Linked DNA regions of Mustela erminea: region 2 is linked to region 1. The links are chromatin contacts, called in public Hi-C maps. All regions are on one chromosome and are shown on one strand. The core of a region is the stretch at or near the end of the contact, and the rest is flanking DNA. Distances in the headings are between cores, read along the strand shown. Region 1 holds the start of INTS4 (integrator complex subunit 4). Region 2 holds the start of RSF1 (remodeling and spacing factor 1).

The links. A called contact is a pair of places that touch in the nucleus more often than the background predicts.
Region 2: a Hi-C map of spleen shows a contact between it and region 1, with 4 times the contacts expected there. The contact joins the promoter of RSF1 here to the promoter of INTS4 in region 1. A contact is called at or near these places in 2 of 3 Hi-C or Micro-C datasets (skeletal muscle and spleen).

Annotation. Positions count from the first base shown.
Region 1 is chr9:52,191,496-52,197,063 of mMusErm1.Pri, forward strand. INTS4 (integrator complex subunit 4) reads left to right here and starts at 2,061. Exons shown (of 24, transcript XM_032358043.1): 1 at 2,061-2,318. The coding sequence starts at 2,265.
Region 2 is chr9:52,351,938-52,357,505 of mMusErm1.Pri, forward strand. RSF1 (remodeling and spacing factor 1) reads left to right here and starts at 2,214. Exons shown (of 16, transcript XM_032358042.1): 1 at 2,214-2,652. The coding sequence starts at 2,466. AAMDC (mth938 domain-containing protein) reads right to left here and starts at 2,039. Exons shown (of 4, transcript XM_032358051.1): 1 at 1,924-2,039.

The sequences.
Region 1 (5,568 bases), core at 811-3,310:
TTTATTTATTTGACAGACAGAGATCACAAGTAGGCAGAGAGGCAGGCGGAGAGAGAGGAGAAAGGAGGAAGCAGGCTCCTCACTGAGCAGAGAGCCCGATGCGGGGCTCGATCTGGGATCATGACCTGAGCTGAAGACAAAGGCCTTAATCCACTGAGCCACCCAGGCGCCCCAGGGGACTTGATTTCTGTTCAGGTCATGATCTCAGAGTCTTGAGATCAAGCCAGGTGTCTGACATGGAGAGTGCTTGGGATTCTCTCCCTCTTCCTCTGGCCCTCCTCCAGTTACCCCCCTGCCCCAACTCTAGCTCTCTCTCAAAATATGTATTTTTAAAAATCACTATTTTTTTTAAAATCTTTTTTTTTTAAAAGATTTTATTTATTTATTTGACAGAGAGAAATCACAGGTACACTGAGAGGCAGGCAGAGAGAGAGAGAAGGAAGCAGGCTCCCCGCTGAGCAGAGAGCCCGACGCGGAACTCGATCCCAGGACCCTGAGATCACGACCCGAGCTTTTTTAAAAAAGACTTTATTTATTTGACAGATCACAAATAGGCAGAGAGGCAGGCAAAGAGAGAGGAGGAAGCAGGCTCCCCAGTGAGAAGGGAGCCCAATGCGTGGCTCGATCCCAAGACGGTGAGATCATGACCTGAGTTGAAGGCAGCGGCTTTAACCCACTTGAGCCACCCAGGCGCCCCAAAAATCACTATTTTTAAAGCTAGAGCAAAAATCGTTTCTTCAATACTTCTATGAGGCACTGCAGGGATGGAAAACTTTTCTTCCCTTCTAGTCTCTCTGGCTGGTCTAATAATTAGAAGACAGAACAAGAGGGGGAAAAAAAAAACAAAAACCATTTCATTAGGTACAGGAGCCCCGAAGTCATGAGGCCCAAAGACAGGCACTTGAGGCTTCTACGCCACCCTGAGCTCGGGAAAAGAGGAAGAGGTGTGCCTCTTCCGAAAGTGGAGAAAGACAATTCACAGAAAGGTAAGAGCAAATGTTTGGTGAACGAACGTTTGCCGGACTCCAGATTAGGTGTTGATAAAACATTACCTTTGGTATTAGCGTTCTCAGGCAACAGGCCCTCTAAATTCTTTCAGGAAGTTACGCGGAAGGTGAACAGCTCTTCTGAGCCTGTTGTGCCCCGACTGTCTTCAGCTATAAATACTCCCCACACCAAAATGGCACATTTTGGGGTCATTATTCTGCACCCCCACCCCCCAATCCTGAGGAAGTCAGTAGTTCTGTGACTCGCATTCCTGTTATCCAAGGACACTTGAGCTCTGATTATGTTTGGGCGTCTCTCTTCCCAGTTACACTGTAGGGCTTTAGGGTGAAGACCGTTTTTCTGGGTGTTGAGGTGTTCTGCACCTGCCACGGTATCCCGCGTCTGCGCTTCTGAAAGACCTTAACAATGAACAGCTAAAGCTTCATGAAGTAAAAACCCGACCGCGGGTTTCACCAACACGACTAACCCACTTCCGTCTGCCAAATGTTTCTCCATCATTCCCTTCCAATGTCACCACACCTCAGTCAGGTCAGCTGGCGGAGGCACTCTGTTCATTAAGTGCCAATCAAAGTCTGAAAGTTGGGTGCCTGACCCTTGACCTCAGGGCTCTTTCCTCTCTCCCGTAGCTATGGGGGTGCGGGTGAGGGAGGGCTGATTCCTTAAAAATAAATGGATTTCAAACAACTGGAATGAGACAGCAGGAAAAAGAATCCCATGGCAGGCGAGGGGTGTCACACAGCTAAACCTTACAGAGAGCTCAAAAACGCTACAAGCAGCAAAGGGGAACAGCCAAAGACGACGAAAATGCCGGCGGCCCCGCTCCCGCTCGTCTCTCCTCCGAAACGCCTCCCGCTGCTCCGGGTTTTGCCTCTAGCTCTGGCTCGTCCCACCTCTGACCTTTGCCCTCCCTTCGCTCAGCTCCGATGCTAGGCTCCCGACCACTCTGAGTCCACCAGCGAACCCCCGAAGGCTGCCATTGGCTCATCTGCTTCTTCAGTCCAGTCACCTCCTGCTAGAGGCCCCGCCCCCTCGCTCTGCGCCCTCATTTTCGTTCCGCCGACGCACAAGGCGTAGGAGGACAAATTCTGCTGCACCGCGTCAAGGGCAGTGGAGCAGCAGGAAGCGGCCTCTCTTTCTCGGAACTCCACTGCCTTGTGGGATAGTGGCGAGTTCCTCAGGCCCGGGCAAGTTTTCCGGATTCCTCCCCCACCGCCTCCCTGGTCGAGTACGGAAGCTGAGAGGGTACGCGGGCAGTCATGGCGGCGCACCTAAAGAAGCGGGTGTACGAGGAATTCACTAAAGTGGTTCAGGTAATTGATGGAAGGAAGGGTCCTAGGACTAGTTCGGGGAGGGGAAGGTTATCCACGCTCCAGACACTTTGCCAAAACAGGCGCCGCAAACCTGGGTTGAGTGCCGACTACTTTGATAGGCTCTCCGAAACTACACTTAAGTGGGCGTGTTCGTTTGCAGCTGCTGTTGTCATTTTTAATATGTGCAGTCTGACACTTAATAAAGTTATTAGAATAGAAAGCTCTTTACAATGTATGAAGATGTCTTATCCGTTATCTCAGTTTATTCTGGTTACGTTAGCACTAAGTTCTACAGATGTGGCTCAAAAGCTTCTGGAGGGATGGGAGGATTCAGAGTCAAATTCTGGTGGAGCTCCTCCCACCTCCTGTTCCCCCCCCACCCAAAAGCGCCCGGGGACACATTGGTTGTATGCAGAACTCTAAGGGGTTGGAGGTAGAGTCTGTAGAAATCCTCAAGACCCAGCTAAAGCAGGTGAGGGTTCCAGGCTGTATAGGGGCAGAAGTTTCCATTTGTGGAACAGCTTACGTAGGAAGGAGAGCAGTTATTTCCCTCCTTTGGAGTTAAGGACAGGTGGTCCGAGCCCCTGTTAGAGCAGTGACTCTCCATGTGTCTCCTCATAGATGTTTCTTTATAAAATAGAGGTTGATCCCAAGTTATCTCCTGTGTCGCTTCTTAGACTTTTTATGCAAATCACCTGGCGATCTTGGTATAATGTAGATTATACTCAGTGGGGTGGGAGAGGTGGAGGCAATAATTTGCATTTCTGACAAGCCCCCAATTGATTCTAGTAGGTCAAAAGCATCCTTAGATCCCTAGAGTACCCCTAGGTCCTCAGACGTCTAGTGTAGCAGGATTTAGACCATCCAGCAGGAAACTTCTTAGGTATTTCATTCATCCCTTAAGCAAGAGTTTGTTGAGTGGTTACTATGTATTAGGTATAGTGAAAGGTGTTGAGCTACAAAGTCCAATACACTTTAGGGTCCTTGTCCTTTAGGAGCTCACAGCCTAGTGGGAGAGACAGAAAAGCATACCGGTGATTATAATACAGAGAGATTATTGTATTGACAAGTTTTCACTTATCTTATTACTTATCATTTCTGTTTTGTGGACACATTTTTATAGCATATTCCACTGACTGTAGGGAAGATTGCTTTTTTTTTCCCCCTTAAATATAACTTTGAGATTTAAACTTGGCACTTTTTTGTTGCTTCATTTTATGTGAAATTCGTTTTCTTGAACTTTTGGAATGAGTCAACATTCAGGAAGGTTTTTCTTTTTAAAATTTTTAAATTTTTAAATGATCTCTATACCCAACATGGGGTTCAGGCTCACAACCCAGAAATCAAGAGTTGCCTGTTGCACCAACTGAGCTAACCAGAGCCCCCTCAGGAAAGTTTTTCACATTTCACAGAGCTGCTCCTTCCGTGATTTGCTTTCTGGAAATTTCTGGGCCTGTTTCCCCAGCTCACTTTTATTTTTCTTTTTCATAATTGTGGTAAAATACATATATTACCATTTTAAACTTTTTTTTTTTTTTTTTTGGCTCAAGAGTGAGGGAGGGCAGAGGGAGGGGGAAGAGAGACTCTTTGCGCAAGGCCCCATGCTCAGCATAGAGCCCAATGCAGGGCTTGATCTCACCACCCTGAAATCATGACCTGGGCCAAAATTAAAAGAGTTGGATGCTTAACTGACTGACCCACCCATGTGCCCCCATTTTAAACATTTTTAATTGTGTAGTTCGATGGCATTCTGTACATTCACAATTTTTATTTCCTTTTTTCCCATAGTTCTTCTGTTCCCACTACCCAGGAATACTCACCCTTGGTCTAGCATGCCATGTGTTTACACCTCTCCAGACTCTTGGACCTGTTTTCTCTTTCACATGGAGTGCATGTCATTTTTCCCTTTATTTTTGCTTTCCCATTTTTGTTTCAGGACCCATCTAAAACTTAAGCAATAGTTTCATCCCTTCCTCCTCTGCTTCCATGGCTAGTACTCTGTTTGTACTCATCTATTTGTACTTACCACTCAGTGTTATCAGTTTTTAACCTTAAAAATAGTTCTTTTACCAGCCAAAATGTAATTATTTGGGAATAACAGAATGTGCAATTGAGGACATGCAAGCCATGGCAAAACCACAGGCAAGTCCAACAAACAAAAAAGAGGACCCTTATTTTATGGAGAAGAAGGTGGGAGTTTTGAAGGGAAAGTCTAGGATGATGAGAGTTTCTCACTGGCTGAGTTGCAGGAGTGGCTAATTTCTTTTTTTTTTTTTTTTAATACTTTTTAAAAAAAGATTTTATTGGGACGCCTGGGTGGCTCAGTTGGTTGGACAACTGCCTTCGGCTCAGGTCATGATCTCGGAGTCCCGGGATCGAGTCCCGCATCGGGCTCCCAGCTCCATGGGGAGTCTGCTTCTCTCTCTGCCCTTCTCCTCACTCATGCTCTCTCTCCCTGTCTCTCTCTCAAATAAATTAAAAAAAAAAAAAAAAGATTTTATTTATTTGACAGATCACAAGTAGGCAGAGAGGCAGGCAGAGAGAGATGGAGAAGCAGGCTCCCTGCTGAGCAGAGAGCCTGATGTGGGACTCAATCCCAAGACCCTGGGATCATGACCTGAGCTGAAGGCAGAGGCTTTAACCCACTGAGCCACCCAGGAGCCCCAAGAGTGGCTAATTTGTTGTAGGAGATGCAATGTACATCTTTCTGTGTTGGGGCCTGTAATTGATGATTCTTTCTTGTTGATTTTTCTGTTAGGGTCTAGAATCCACAGTTTTCCCCCTAATTGTAAAGTGACACTGTTCCCCCCTTCCAGCCTCCCCTTGTATCCTCCGTACTTAGTTTTTGTGAGTTTTTTCTTAAATAATTTCACACAGTATACGTATCTCTCTACCAGTCTGGACTCCTTAAGGACAGAAATAATGCCCGGTTCATCTCTGTGTCTTTTGTTATGTGTAGGAGACTCTTGAGTTGTATGAATGGAGGTCTGAGTTCTTGGATTTCCCACAAAGATTTATGTGAGGATCCAGGCTCAAATAAAGACAGTCAGAAAGAGTGTAGCAAGCACAAACAGTTTATTAAGGATATTACACTCTCAAGAATGGAGAGTGTGCAGGCTCAGAGTGGCTACCGCATTGGAACTAGGGGTGTCTTTTTGTGTTTGCATAGATTATGGGTCATAGCTATGGTGGTCTCTTACTGAGGTTGTTTCCAGTCATCTAAGGGACTCTTTCTACCAGTTGGGAGAAT
Region 2 (5,568 bases), core at 964-3,463, 160 kb after region 1:
TAAAGATTTTATTTATTTATTTGATAGAGAGAGATCACAAGTGGATGGAGAGGCAGGCAGAGAGAGAGAGAGAGGGAAGCAGGCTCCCTGCTGAGCAGAGATTCCGATGCGGGACTCGATCCCAGAACCCTGAGATCACGACCTGAGCCGAAGGCAGCAGCTTAACACACTGAGGCACCCAGGTGCCCCTAAATTTTTTTTTTTTTTTAAGATTTAATTTATTTATTTGACAGAGAGAGAGAGGGGGAGAGAGAAAGAGAGCACAAGTAGGGGGAGGAGCAGAGGGAGAAGCACCAGGAGCCAGCTCCATTCCAGGACCCCAAGATCTTGACCTGAGCTGAAGGCAGGCGCTTAACTGAGCCACCCAGGAGCCCCTTAACTTTTTTTTTTTTTTTTTAGTAGTAGTTTTCAAGCCCAGCATGGGGCCCAAGGATAGGCTTGAACTCTGGACCCTGAGATCAGACTTGAGCTGATATCAAGAGTGGGATGCTTAACTGACTGAACCACCTAGGCTCCCCAGTACTATGTAAGTTTAAAATGCACAATGAAAATTCTGGCTCAGGGGCACCTGGGTGGCTCAGTGGGTTAAAGCCTCTGCCTAGGGCTGGGGTCATGATCTCAGGGTCCTGGGATAGGGCCACATCGGCTCTCTGATCGGTAGGGAGCCTGCTTCCCACCCCCCCACACCCCCTCCCCCCCAATCTCTCTGCCTACTTGTGATCTCTATCAGTCAAATAAATAAATAAAATCTTTAAAAAAAAAAGAAAATTCTGGTTCAAAGTAATAGATTATATAAATCATAGGCGAATTCAATCTAAATTTCAGAAATTCTTTTATTCAGTAATAGCAACTAACGTTTTAAAAATAGTTGCAGTGAATGTGCCTGGGCATTGTGCTAATCAATTACCCGGAATAGCTAGTAAAACTCTATGATGTAAGTACTGGTATCACCCCCACTTCACAGAGTTTCCAAGAAATGAAGAATCTTCTGCAATGGCCTGAAGCACTTTTTTTTTTTTTAAGATTTTATTTATTTGACAGAGATCACAAGTAGGCAGAGAGGCAGGCAGAGAGAGGAGGAAGCAGGCTCCCCAAGGAGCAGAGAGCCCGATGTGGGGGCTCGATCCCAGGACCGTGGGATCATGACCTGAGCTTAAGGCAGAGGCTTTAACCCACTGAGCCACCCAGGCGCCCCCTGAAGCAGTTTTGTCAGGACCCACCTAAGGCTGACTTCCAAAGCTCAGACTTCTAACCATAGTGCACCTTGAATCCCAAGTTGCGCATTCTACTTTGCATGACTGATGGTTTTCTGAGATCCTTTGTGGTGCTCACTTCTGGCCCCAACGAAGTCGAACCCTGTCTTCTAACAATAGTTTTACTCTTCCACCAAGTCGCTTATCCTGTCAGTTCTTTTAGTGGAGTCCTAGCCCACCCTCTGACCCTGGTCCCCCTAAAAAGTCTCGTCCCATGAGATCCTCGTGCCTCAAGAGTCCCTTCCCCTCCCACCTTGGCAACCATAGCAGGACCTGTACCTTTATACCTTGGTCGGCCTGAAGAGTTGGTCCCTTCAGACCAAGATCTTCTACCAGGGCCCCAACTCCTCAGACAGGTGATACTAGCAGAGTCGTTCCCTCTGGCTCTCGCTCCCCAGAGTCCTCAGACTCTGTTTTCCAGCACAGCTGAGATTCTTGTACCCAGAAGATAGCAATACCCCTCACAAAGCTTCGCAGGCACTTCTCCCTACAAAGGTCCCATCCCAACCCCTAAGTAAGGGCACTTCTCTACCTTTCCCTTTCCAAACTTCTCCCAGAATCATGCTTTTTTTTCCTATTCTTCCCTTTTTCTGCTTCTAATTCACGCTCTCCAACTTCCCCCACCACCTGGTGGCCGGGTTTCAGTTCCCGGAGCTCCCCCAAAACTTACCCAACGTCCTCTCTTCAGGAGAGTTGCTATCCCAAGCGGCTCCGCGCTTTACCTCTCACCTTGGTTAGCTCGGGCCCTCTAGCTAGGCGCTCCCTCCACTCGCCCCGCCCTGAAAGCGCCTTTCAGCCAGTCTGAAGCCCCGCCCCCTCCAAACCTATTGGCCACCACTCGAAAAAGTCCCGCCTCTTCAGCTTCCAGTCCTCCTCCCTGCCCCGCTTCCCTTGTTTTCATTCCCCCTGTCACACGAGGCAGTGGCAAACCCAAAGTGGGAGGGGCGAAGTAAAGGGAGGGACAGGGGGGTGCGGAAAGAGGGCGGAAAGTGAAAGGCATAGAGCGCCTCTCTTTCCCCGGTCTGACTCGGTTCTCTACTGCTCCGAGCAGCCGTTGTATTGTGGGATCGCGGCGCCTTGCCGGAGACGCTCGGAACCACAGGGGAGCCCGCTCACTAGCGCCTCCTGTTGTCCGTAAGGCTACCCTGCCATTCCTCGGAGCCCAACTCCCTCCACCCCCCCATCGCCTCCTCCTCCATCCTCCAGTTCAAAATGGCGGCGGCGGCAGCAGCGGCGGCCGCGATGGCTCCTCCGGGCTGCCCCGGTTCGTGCCCCAACTTCGCCGTTGTCTGCTCTTTCCTGGAGCGCTACGGGCCGCTGCTCGACCTGCCTGAGTTGCCGTTTCCCGAGCTAGAGCGAGTGCTGCAGGCGCCGCCGCCGGACGTCGGCAGTGGAGAAGGTAAGCAAGGGGCCCGAACGCCCGGCGGGAAGCGGCCCTGGCACGCTCCTTCTCTCCTCTCTCCACGGACCTCCCGGGCCTTAGCGGCTCTGTCCTCCCCCTGGGACGCAGCTCCGCCCGGCCCGGCTTCTCCGCCCAGCCCCCAGGGTCTTGGGCAGTGGGGAGGCGGGGCAGAGACCCCCTAGGGCCACTGGGCCTGGCGCGGAGCGGAGGTGGGGGCGTCGCAGGCTAGGTGTGGGCTGGGGGCGTGGAGTGGTCATTGTGCTGGTCGGCGGCCCCTGGGACTCTTCTCCCGCGGCAGTGGCCGGTCCTCCACCCCTTCTCCCCCTGGGTGGCGGGGGAAGGGGAGCGCAGGTTCCGGCCAGCTTTGCGCTTTTCTCCTCCTCCCCTCCCTTGCTCCTTCCCCTCCTCCCACCATCCTCCCCACCATCTCGGGGGAGGCTGGGCTCATCTTCTCGGGGCGCCCCTTTCTCTCCCTCCACCTGGGTGGGCGGGGGCCAGCGGACACTTCAGCTCTCCCTCCCTCTAGTGGGAACTCCCCCGAGAGAGTCGCTCTCGTCTCTCTTCCCTTCCCCTTGAGGGCTGGTTTAACCCCCAAAACTCCTTCCTCAGAGTAGGGAGGTTTGCTCCTCCCCCATGGGAGGGGGGTCCTCCTCCATTCTCGCTTTGGGGGTCGAAGTCGGTTCAGCTTCTCCAGTTTGGAGGGTAGTGGGTTAATTTTTCCTCCCCCATAGTTTTCCTCCTCCCTCTCCCCACCTCCCCCCAAATAATAGAAAAGCATCTCCCCACTTTCCTAATCCCTTCCCCCTTCATCTTGGCAGCAGGGCTTAGGGGAAGAAGTCGCCCTCCCATTTGCAGGGTGGGGTGGGGTGGTTAGTATGTAGGCTGGAGGAGGGGCTCAGACGGAGGGGGAAACAGTTGAAGAAGGTGCTTGTTGCTCATGTTTCTCTCTCTGGTGCTGCTGGTCTATTATTGGTGTTCGCAAGTGGTGCTCCTTCCACATAAGGCCACCGCGCGGGTGCAGGGCGCATGCTCTGCCCGGCCCCATTGAAACTTCCTGCTGCTGCTGCTGCTGCTGGTTCTTTCGCTGGAGCATCTCAGCGCTGTGCCTGCTGCCTCCAGCCTTTACACTGATCGCGTACACTCACGCCTTATTTATTCCCGATCCATGTCTCTCGTTGTCCTGGCATATTTCTTCCTTCAGAGGAGGTTTTTTTTGTTGTTTTGTTTCTTTCTTTTCTTTTCTTTTTTTTTTTCCCCCCCTGTGTTCTGAGCATTGCCTTTATATGGGAACAGCTCTTGGCTGGAGAAGAGACGTTTTCCAAATAGATGGTTTTGTTTTGTTTTTGGCCCGTATTAGGTTGCTAAAGTAGACTGGGTATTGTATAGGACAGATAGCTGTTTCCGTTCTAAGAAAACAAGGTTGCTCTTCAGTTCTCAATGGAATTGAAAAAGTTTGTTAACCGAATGTATTTACATTTCTAGGAAGGGTCCAGGTGTGAAGTTTTTCAAAATAATAGCTTATAGAGTAAATGTTGTGGCTACTAAAGACTCAGGTTAATATAGGCAGTTATGGTACAGGCCTATATTTCTTCCTATCAATAGCCCAAATCTCTACCCTTAAAAAACTGGCATATAATAGGGTAGGGTGTTTTTTTGTTTTGTTTTGTTTTGTTTTTGTTGTTGTTGTTGTTTAAATTAGAGAGAGTGAGAATCCCCAAGCAAGGGGGAATGGCAGAGGGAGAGGGAGAAAGAGGCTCCCTGCTGATCAGGAAGTGTGACAAGGGGCTGGGTCCCAGGACCCTGGGATCATGGCCTGAGCCAAAGGCAGACTGGCTGACTAAGCCACCCAGTCGCTCCTAAAAGGGTAATTTTTATTATTTTTTTATTTTTATTTTTTTATTTTTTTTTAAAAAGATTTTTTTTTTTTTTTAAGATTTTTATTTATTTATTTATTTGACAGAGAGAGATCACAAGTAGGCAGAGAGGCAAGCAGAGAGAGAGAGGAGGAAGCAGGCTCCCTGTTGAGCAGAGAGCCCGATGTGGGACTCGATCCCAGGACCCTGAGATCATGACCTGAGCCGAAGGCAGTGGCTTAACCCACTGAGCCACCCAGGCGCCCTAAAAAGATTTTATTTATTTATTAGAGAGAGAGAGACAGTGAGAGAGAGCATGAGCGAGGAGAAGGTCAGAGGGAGAAGCAGACTCCCCATGGAGCTGGGAGCCTGATGTGGGATTCGATTCCCGGACTCCGGGATCATGACTTGAGCCGAAGGCAGTCGTCCAACCAACTGAGCCACCCAGGCATCCCTAAAAGGGTAATTTTTAAATGTAGTATAAAATAGGAGTGATGAGTTACATTATATAAAGACTTCCTGCACAATTTCTTTAACACTTTAGCTTCCCAGTATAGTTAATTTATTATCGAATTGCGTTTACATTTAAGATTTAGAGAAGTAGTCACTGTGAAGTAGAATGCCTTAGTAAATTGCTTTTAGGATACCTTTGGAAGTAATAGTAATATATGTATCTGAGAGAAATTTGGGAATTTGGGGAAAAGGATAGCTGGCAAATTGTTTTTGGAATTTGCTTGGACCAAGTTTAAAGGCAGGCATAGACCTGTGATGGCAAGACAAGTTGTCTTGCCTTCCATTCCTTTTAAGCATTTTGGCCACCGCATTTGGCTTGTTATAGAAGAAAAGGGTAGAAGGGTCAGTTTAATAGTTCCTGTTACCTTTCTATCTAGAGGTGAACAGTGGACCGCCAGCTAAGTGAAAAATGAGAAATATTCTGGGCTGAGAGATTATACCAGTGAGCTCAGCCACTGTATCTATAATAATAGATCTTGTCATAATGTGAGTTAAGAATAATTATTAATTAATGCTACACAGTTCCAGATACTTGGCAAATGAAAAG